Linked DNA regions of Bombyx mori: region 2 is linked to region 1. The links are chromatin contacts, called in public Hi-C maps. All regions are on one chromosome and are shown on one strand. Each heading gives the region's core, a stretch centred on a gene start, on an enhancer-like site or on the middle of the called end of the contact. The rest is flanking DNA. Distances are from core to core; before and after follow the strand shown.

The links. A called contact is a pair of places that touch in the nucleus more often than the background predicts.
Region 2: a Hi-C map of middle silk gland shows a contact between it and region 1, with 1.6 times the contacts expected there. The contact joins two enhancer-like sites. A contact is called at or near these places in 2 of 7 Hi-C or Micro-C datasets (middle silk gland and whole pupa).

Annotation. Positions count from the first base shown.
Region 1 is chr11:1,717,780-1,722,756 of ASM3026992v2, reverse strand. LOC101735722 (segmentation protein cap'n'collar) reads right to left here. Exons shown (of 22, transcript XM_038014016.2): 4 at 4,503-4,658; 5 at 3,374-3,419. Among protein-coding and RNA genes, the nearest start is that of Mir3356, 9.3 kb to the left of the region's middle. Within about 2 kb of position 2,621, at least 2 of the 8 cell types and tissues checked have open chromatin away from gene starts, as enhancers often do.
Region 2 is chr11:1,783,513-1,788,489 of ASM3026992v2, reverse strand. It overlaps LOC101735722 (segmentation protein cap'n'collar), which reads right to left. Exons shown (of 22, transcript XM_038014016.2): 9 at 4,561-4,706; 10 at 3,756-3,838; 11 at 3,002-3,104. Among protein-coding and RNA genes, the nearest start is that of LOC101735854, 51 kb to the left of the region's middle. Within about 2 kb of position 2,984, at least 5 of the 8 cell types and tissues checked have open chromatin away from gene starts, as enhancers often do.

The DNA.
Region 1 (4,977 bases), core at 1,372-3,871:
CCGCTGCCTAGAATATATATAATACCTGCTGTATCATTATATTTTCTAGAATTTCTGTAAATCAAACGGTTGTCTGGAAGCACGGAATAGATAAATAAGGTTAAATAACCTTATTTATCTATTCCGTGTCTGGAAGAGATCGCTTTTACCGATAATACCGCCTATTGTACAAATGTATTTTTTTTAATTTTTTTTATTGCTTATATGGGTGGACGAGCTCACAGCCCACCTGGTGTTAAGTGGTTACTGGAGCCCATAGATATCCACAACGTAAATGCGCCACCCACCTTGAGATATAAGTTCTAAGGTCTCAAGTATAGTTACAACGGCTGCCCCACCCTTCAAACCGAAACGCATTACTGCTTCACGGCAGAAATAGGCAGGGTGGTGGCACCCAACCGCGCGGACTCACAAGAGGTCCCACCACCATTAAGTATTTGCTTGTTGACTGTTTTCTAATGTTAATTGTGTTTTGATTTGCAATAAAGTAAATATATTCTCTATCTCTCTCTCTCTCTCTAAAATATAATAAAAGCTGCTTATTCGCTTGGTTATATGTTCCGTAAATACGCCGCGAATACAGAAACACGTGAATGTGGAATGGTCATTTACATATATGGGATTATAGGCGATACGTTCCGTACGTGACAATATAAAAACATACTTCAGAAACAGTTGTAATAAGGTCTATTTTACTTTGTTATTAATTCATTTGACGACGCGTTGACAAAGATATTCGGTGCTTCCCGAACGCTATGACATGTCCTTCTTCAAACGAGGCTTGTGGAGAGTATTAAGCAGTAGGCAGCGGCTTGGCTCTGCTCCTGGAATTGCTGAAGTCCATGGGCGACGGTAACCACTTACCATCAGGTGGGCCGTACGCTCGTCTGCCTACAAAGGCAATAAAAATAATAATAATAATAATTTGAAGCCCTACATATTGGAATCCTTATTATCAATGTGTATGTACCGATTAGATTGGCGAATCAAGAAATATTTAGCTGCGAACGTAGGAATTATCGCGGCAATTTGCAGCAGCTTGTCTCTGCCCCTAGCATTGCTGAAGTCCATGGGCGACGTTAACCACTCACCATCAGGTGGGCCGTACGCTCGTTTGCCTACTAGGGCAATATTTTTTTTTATGAGGCTTCGTTCACACATCAGTCACAAAACGGAACATAAAAACGTATTCTAAGAGAGAAAATTTTTTTACTAAGAAATAATCGAATTTTAATATTAATGTCTGTGCGTCCGTTACAATTTGGACTTCAAATGCAGCCGAACGTTTGTTTCGATTCCCCGGGGGCGTCTCTGCCTGCCCCCCTCGGGCGCACCATTATGAAGATGACGAAGCAACTTTGGCTCCAACATACCCTTAAAAATATACGGTCTTTTGTTTTTTAAGAACATGCTTTAGGCTGCTGCTTAGTGGCTCGCGGACCGTCCGACGGTAAGCCATCGAAAGTATCGTACGAGGTGAAACTATAATTTGATGGTTCTTTTGGTTTTGGTGAGGTAGAGTAGGAGATATGATTCCGTACTTAAACCCCTCGCGCTTCACCGGGCTTCCCATCATTCGCGTCATTCCGTCTAACCGTATTTGTATCGTGTACTAGCTAATGATTCAGCCAGATGTCTATGGGCTCCAGTAACCACTTAACACCAGGTGGGCTGTGAGCTCGTCCACCCATCTAAGCCATAAAAAAAAAAGCTTCAAGTGGCAGCTGAAGTCATCAAGGTGCATGCCACGACTCAGCACGAGACAGGAGTCTAAGTCTGACTGCACGAACCACGACTGCACCAATGCTTCGAAACCAGATTGACTGCCGCCAGTACACAGCGATTTTACAATACTACTTACCATTTACCACTAGGAAATGATCGCAGCGCACTGGTTTAATGCTCAGAGAAACCGGCTGTCCAATCTCCCATGACTCCCTCAGTCATCTACCGCATCCACTTATTTATTTATTTATTGCTTAGATAGTTGGTCGAGCTTACAGCCTACCTGGTGTTAAGTGGTTACTAGAGCCCATAGACATCTACGACGTAAATGCGCCACCCACCTTGAGATACAAGTTCTAAGGTCTCAAGTACAGTTACAACGGCTGCCCCACCCTTCCAACCGAAACGCATTACTGTTTCACGGCAGAAATAGGCAGGGTGGTGGTACCTACAAGTGCGGACTCACAAGAGGTCCTACCACCAGTATAAAGTGGGAGAGACTGTTGCTATTACAGACTTACAACACCTAAAGCACCCAGGAAAGGCGGTAACCGAACTCGGTAAAGAGTTCGACGTGCAACCAAACCTATGCATCAGCTGGGTTTCGATCCGGTAGTAGATTCATTCGCGAAGCAGCTGCTCTTGAGGTCTCTTTCGGAGGCGGGCAGCTGTTAGCTAATCCCACCCCTCCTGCCTGAGCTTTTGCTCGCCTACACGTCCTACCGAATCAGGGAAGGCCTCCAGGCCACCAGTGCTTTTTCAATCATATAAAAAAACCCACAAAAGCGCAACAAAAATATCGGAACATAAATTTGCCACTTGAAAGCGCCCCTCATGTGAATCCACCCCTCTGTAACACATAAGGCTGATAAACCGAACCCTTATTTATTGGCGCTATCAATGCCCCTGGCACCGAACCCTTATTTAATACCGTTGGGGGAGAATCGGGGAGGTTTCCGTGTATGACATATTTATATAACGAAACTGGTTTTAGCTTGTGATAATTTAAACTTAAGGCTCATGTCGTGAAGAGTGGAAGGGGGTATTTAGAGACCGCTCGGGTTGATACCACCGTTCTGCCTATTAGGCATTTACGTTGCTAATGTCTACGGGCTCCTGTTACCACTTCATATAACAGAAGGGCAGTTTGTTCAGCTAAATAATAAACAACAGACTAAGCCCACTGAGTTTCTCGCCGGATCTTCTCAGTGATTCAAATCCAGTAGTAGATTCAGCGAAGCACTGCTCTTGCTAAGGCTAGTATCGGCAAATTCACTCAGGCTAAGCCCCGTGAGCTCGCCTACGAGTTAAGTCGAAGTCAGAACAAATGCTCGAGTAATATCCACATTCACCTAATACTCATCATCACACATGACAACGAACCGAACCCATAGACACAGCCCACTGAGTTTCTCGCCGGATCTTCTCAGTGGGTCGCGTTTCCAATCCGGTCGTAGATTCTGCGAAGCACTGCTCTTGCTAAGGCCAGTGTTAGCAATACACCCGGTTTGAGCCCCGTGAGCTCACCTACACGTCAAGGAGAAGCTGATATAGCCTCACAAGGCTATCAGCATAGGTAGGAAAAAAAATGAATACAAAATAACCACATCAACATACATTTTCAATTCAATACAAATAAATCACTCACCGGTTTCCGTGTCGACGGTGTAGGATAGGCCAGCCCAGGGATCATCCTACGGAGAAAATAATAGGCGATATCAGATCTGGTCTTCGTTATGCTTGTATCGAACGACGCGATTTTTACTTAAAAGAGTCTTTGTAGATCAAGTATCACCCGTATTACCCTAGTGTGACCTAGTATACGCGCGGTCACAATGGAACAAGTCCATTTAGAGCAGGGGCTCTCAAACTTAGTTTTTCTACTGCCCACTTTGAGAATAAACAATTTTTTAGCGCTCCCATTTTTTCACCTACTTCAAAAAACACTATAGCGAGAACTCAGTCGGTTTCTAAGAGCCCTCCTAGATGAAATTACAAATCGCCTCCCAAGCCTCTACACAACGCCTCCTTTTTTTTCTGGGTCTCTTACCGCCCTCCTTTAGGCCTGCAGCGCCCAGAAGAGGGCGTTATCGCCCACTTTGGGAAAGGCTGATTTAGAGTACTGTGGCTGACGCTCCTGAAGGCCCTACCCCGCACCACAGTTTAGCTCGCGTTAACGAACCGCTCAACTTACTAGGACCTCTTGTGAGTCCGCGCGGCTAGGTACCACCACCCCGCCTATTTCTGCCGTGAAGCAGTAACGCGTTTCGGTCTGAAGGGCGGCGCAGCCGCTGTAACTATACTTGAGACCTTAGAACTGATATCTCAAGGTGGGTGGCGCATTTACGTCGTAAATGTCTATGCGCTCCAGTAACCACTTAACACCAGGTGGTCTTTGAGCTCGTTCACCCACCTAAGCAATAAAAAAATTGGTTGTCTGTAAAGTCGGTTTACTGACGATAGTTGAACGTGACAAAGTCATAAGAAAATACTGATGGAATGGTTTCATTTTTCAAAAGAAAATTTTAATTTTATTTGTTTGATAGATATATATGTAAATGTATTATTGTATAGCAGCTGTCCACGCGGATGCATCGCTCACTCAAGTAGGAGAGAGACAGATGTCGAACGCTGCCGAACGCGGAGGCCGATTGTGCCTCTTTGTCGCTCGTTGCGCGCTCTCGCTTGTACGTCAAGCCTTAAATGGAACGCCTCAGAGCGAGGTAACGTCGCCTGAGTCATGTTTTCTCGTGCATGCAGCCGGAAAAAAAACTCACCTCTTTGACTTCGGGATCCAACAACGAAGCCTTGACCTTCTCTATCTCAACCTTCTTCAGCTCTTCATCTTCATAGTTCTTCTGGATCCTATCTTTGGCCTTCAGCAGTTCCTTGTCGATTTCCTCCCCCAATACCTTCGTGGCTTGCGGACCTTCCTAAAAGTTCAGGTAAATATTAAAGAGATAAGTGCCTTGGATGTAGCAGTAATTTTGTGTAACATTTTTAAAGATCACACTTCGATATAACCATCATATAACGCGGTATTTTACAACACGGTTCCAGCTTAACACGAAGAGTAAAATTCCCCTTTTTTTTCGTACCTATTCTAGTAACATCGAAGGGTTATTCTAGATTCAGCGAGCTAGTAGAGCTAGCAAGAACCATGCTTCGCAGAATCTACCACCGGATCGGAAACGTGACCCACTGAGGAGATCCGGCGAGAAACTCCAATGAACACAATCTCCAATGACCAGG
Region 2 (4,977 bases), core at 1,735-4,234, 65 kb before region 1:
CATGTCGACAGCGCATGCGTGACATAATTCAAATTAAAGAAAGGAATAACTTTCTTTACATGTATACAGCAATCTATACTAATATTATAAAGAGGAAAGATTTGTTTGTTTGTTTGTTTCGAATAGGCTCCGAAACTACTGGACCGATTTGAAAAATTCTTTTTCCATTAGAAGCCGACATTGTCCCTGATGAACATAGGCTACTTTTTTTAAAAAAAAATATATTTTATTTTTTTGGTTTCATGTGTGTTTGAATGTTTCCGAAGCGAAGCGAGGGCGGGTCGCTAGTACTATTATAAATATATATTGAGGGATGAAAAACTATTTATTTTAAGCGCAATTTATCTTTGTAATTAAAGGTTCGTTTTATTCGGTATCAGCGTCAACAGTTCGATGTTTCGGCTCTCCTGTAAGTTTTTTTTTATTGTCCTTTTAGGCAGACGAGCCACCTGATGATGAGTGGTTACCGTTGCCCATGGACTTCAGCAATGCCAGGGGCAGAGCCAAGCTGCTGCCTACCGCTTAATACTCTCCACAAGTCTCGTTTGAAGAAGGACATGTCAGTTACAAAAAGTAAAGTAAGTAAGTGAGTTACAAAAAGTCACTTAAACCAAATACCCTTTCACCCCTCCATATAAATTATCTATAATATAAAAATGAATTGCTGTTCGTTAGTCTCGCTAAAACTCGAGAACGGCTGGACCGATTTGGCTAATTTTGGTGTTGAATTATTTCTGGAAGTCCAGAGAAGGTTTAAAAGGTAGATAAATATCAAAATGCACGGAATGAAATAAAAATAACAATTTTGTTTTCCCTTTGATGTGTCCCCCGTCGGACGGATTCCTTTTGTTTGTTTTATGTTTATTTTATACAAAAGTTTAGGTCTTTTATTTATCGATTGAGGCACTACGAAGTCTGCCGGGTCAGCTAGTACCAAATAATAATTGTGACTTAGATATAATGTGTCAAGTCGGAAGGCGGCATAAGTCTATGGATACTGGTAACCGCTTAATGCGAGGCGGGCCGTGAGCTAGCTACATAGTCTAATAAACAAATGTAAAATAAATAAAAAAACGATGTATCAAGGCCCGACGATAATAATATCATTATAATTAAAAAGGATTAAAAAATCAATGTGCAATTTTGAATTTAATTTATCTTTTGGTACAAGATAAAAACGAAAAAAAGCGGACCCTTATCTAAAAGAATTCAGCGTAAAACACAATCGACTTTAATGTTTCCGGGGTCGAATTATCGAGATTAATAAATAAAATAATTTATTTTTTTCATTGTCATTACCTACGCACAGAACATTCGATAGTGTCGTAAAGAAATTCCGAAGCGTCGATAAATCGACTCCCTATTGATGCCACTAAAATGCGGAGCGTCGGAATACTGACTATTGCCCAGTTCGATTAGAGGTATTAAGTATCAACCTGTACGGACGTTTCTTTATTTCTCTCTATGCTGATAGCCTTGAGAGGCTATTTCACCTTCACCCTAACGTGTGAAGGTGAGCTCACGGGGCTCAAACCGGAGTGGTGCTAAAACTGACCCTAGCAAGAGCAGAATCTACCACCGGATCGGAAAGCGCCTGAGGAGATCAGGCGAGAAGGTGTCTTAGAGCGTATAACGTTTTTAATGAGTTAATAGTAACATTTATAATTAATCATTTAAATTTTATTTCGCTATGAATAATTTAGCGTTGATTTTTAAGCTATAGCTTCTATCGCGGGCCTTGAGCGCGGCGACTGAATCGAGAAATTCCGTAACGTAAATAACCTGACACCCCCACTACGCCTACTATGTAGGTCGCGATCAACAAATTCACACGTTGCGCTGGTGTAGTGTTTGTGAATAAGCGCGCGGCGTGACGTCGCACTGCATGAGCATCATGAAAAGTCTGCCCATCTCTCTCTCGCGCGGTCTAGCTTATGAGTGTGAAGGGGACAGTTAATGTTTTGCTTTTGTTAATGTTTATAAATATAGCGTGGTCTTATTTTTATTATTGTTTTAATATTAAATTATTATTGTCTAATTGTAATTGCATAAGTTGATAAAAATGCTTTGCAATAGCTTTACCGCGGCAGTCCCCGAGTGCCACACGTCTTTTTTTTTAAATTAAAGCCTTTTATAAGGTACAAATTTATTTTTCTTCAAAAATCATTAAGGAATTTCTGTAAAATAGATGAAAATAATTTCCTACAATATTTAACGTATCGTGCCAAAATGGCGTTCGGAACGTTTTCAATTTTGCCGCGTAAAACTTTCGGTGCGGTGTAACTACTAATCAGAGAAAAAAAAAATGTAGATTTAATCACATTCATATATCTTTTTGTAACATCAGACGAGTCCAACAAAATTAACATAAAAAAAACACTAACCGTATTAAACCAAAAAGATACATACAAATTAATAAAGTTATTGAAACCGTTCGCTGTTGACATTTTGACGACAGCGCCATCTGTGACCAAATAGTGGAAGCCCGAATCGATATTGTATTTTATATATTGGCGCCATCTATACGTCGCCAACCTAAAACGTGAGACACGTTTCTGGTCTTTTGTGCTAGATGGCGCATTCAGTCTAAAAAATTAATTCTTCATCAGCGCCAAGAAAGTTGATTTTGGATTTTTAAAATCTAATTCACTATGATTGATACGGTGGTGCATTAGTTAATGGTTTAACTGTTGACGCGTCGTGGGTCGTTAGTTCGATTCTCGCATCGGGCAAACATTGTATCTATACTGATAGTAGAAACTCTTGTGAGTCCGCACGGGTAGGTACCACCGCCCTGCCTATTTCTGCCGTGAAGCAGTAATGCGTTTCGGTTTGAAGGGCGGGGCAGCCGTTGTAACTATACTGAGAACTTATACCTCAAGGTGGGTGGCGCGTTTACGTCGTAGATGTCTATGGGCTCCAGTAACCACTTAACACCAGGTGGGCTGTGAGCTCGTCCAACCATCTATGCAATAAGCAATAAAAGTGCAAGTTGCCTGACCTTCGTTCATCGCCATATCCATCAGCTGCAGGTCCTCGTCGTTGAGGATCGACTGGAGGAAGCCGTCCTGGTTGACTGGCCCCGGCATCTCGGCGGGCGTGTTCTGAAACCAAGCGAAGTTATCAGGGTTTCTCTCGCAGCGGATCCCCCCATGACCCCATCTGATCCTCCTGCTGACACCAATAAGGACCGTCATCTATTTACGAATTTTGCGGATATTTTTCTGGACCGATTTAAAAAAAAAGAGGCACTCGATTGTGTTTTTTAATACGCTTTTATTAGCTTGAGACGTATGTATGTTAGTAGTATGTAACGGAATCTTGGAGCATGATTTTGAGCCCCTTAAAAACGTCGGATTAACTCGAAATTTGGTATACTTATTAGAGATCGATGACAATTCAATATTGAAAAAATTTAAATTCAACTAAAAAATTAAATATAAATAATAGTTTAAAAAAAACTAACAAAATACGCTTTTATAGAAAATCCAATTAGAAAATAGAAAATAAATAATAATAAATTTGAATTGAAAAAAGTGCAAGAAAAAATTATTTTATTGTAAATTTGAATGAAATTTTCTGTGTACCTTCAGGTGGATTCGAGAATGGTTTAGATTTAAAGATCAGCCGTCAGACGGCGCTGCAGTCGATATCTAGGTTATTTATCTTTCCTAGAAATAATTTATGTCGCAAAACAACGTTTGCCGGGTCAGCTAGTCTATACATATATATAATTATAATTATATTCTCGTTACCTGATAATAAACTCCATCCTGCTGTTGCGAGGGATGAGTACTCTCAACTTTGTACCCCCCTTCTATGGGAGCAGTTGCCCCTACTGGGAATCAAAGAAAAAAAAAACTTTTTTTTTGTATTTCTGCAAAGGGCTCATGTGCCTGACTTTGAAGGGTGGACCTAATGGTGTACTGTAAAATGTGACCTTAGAGCTTCCGTCTCGAGGTGGGTGGTGGCATTTACGTCGTAGATGTCTATGGGCTCGGGCTACCACTCAATACTAGGGGTGGGGGACGTCGTCCCCGGGTACCCCGGTCCCCGTCGGGTAGCATGGATGATCCTTTGCTAACAATAAGAGTAGGACCATCTTTCTACCACACTTTCCCTCGTCAAGGCAGAGTCATTGTTAGCGCTGTCATAAGCCAGTCTACCACCTAAAGGTCTAGAGGTCCTACCACCAATACAAAAAACTGGTGGTAGGACCTCTTGTGAGTCCGCACGGATAGGCACCACCGCCCCGCCTATTTCTGTCGTGAAGCAGTAATGCGTTTCGGTTTGAAGGGTGGGACAGCCGTTGTAACTATACTGAGACCTCAGAACTTATATCTCAAGTGGGTGGTGCATTTACGTCGTAGATGTCTATGGGCTCCAGTAACTACTTAACACCAGGTGGGCTGTGAGCTCGTCCACCTATCTATGCAACAAAAAAAAACACGTTTTAAATCTAGAATGAAATCCTCTAAACTTTGACTCACCCTTCTAAAAACGAAGAGAGAATCCTCTGCAGTAACAATGTTCCGACATGACTCACCATCAGCAACTTACCGTACGCATCCGGATGTTTATCGGCCACCGGAGCCGGGAGGGGTGCGTGCGGCGCGTGCGGCACGTGAGCAGCGTGAGGTCCGTGAGGTCCGTGGGGTCCGTGAGGTCCGTGGTAGTTCGGAGCATAGCCGGCCGCTCCATGGGCGCTGTAATGTAACTCTCAGATGTTTACACAGATACATGTGATATTGAGTTCCCCAGGGACCGAACCTCGCCATCCCCACTGGTGTAATATGGTTTTTGAGGACATCGCCCGGTGCAAAGTGGTTATTGACCTGGAGAAATGAGGTCTAAGTCTGTCTCGTCCAGTCACGAGAAAGGCAATGTCGAAGGTAATGTTTGTAGGTAGTTATTGACCTGGCGAAATGAGGTCTGTTTTGTCCAATCACGAGAAAGGCAATGGCAAAGGTAATGTTT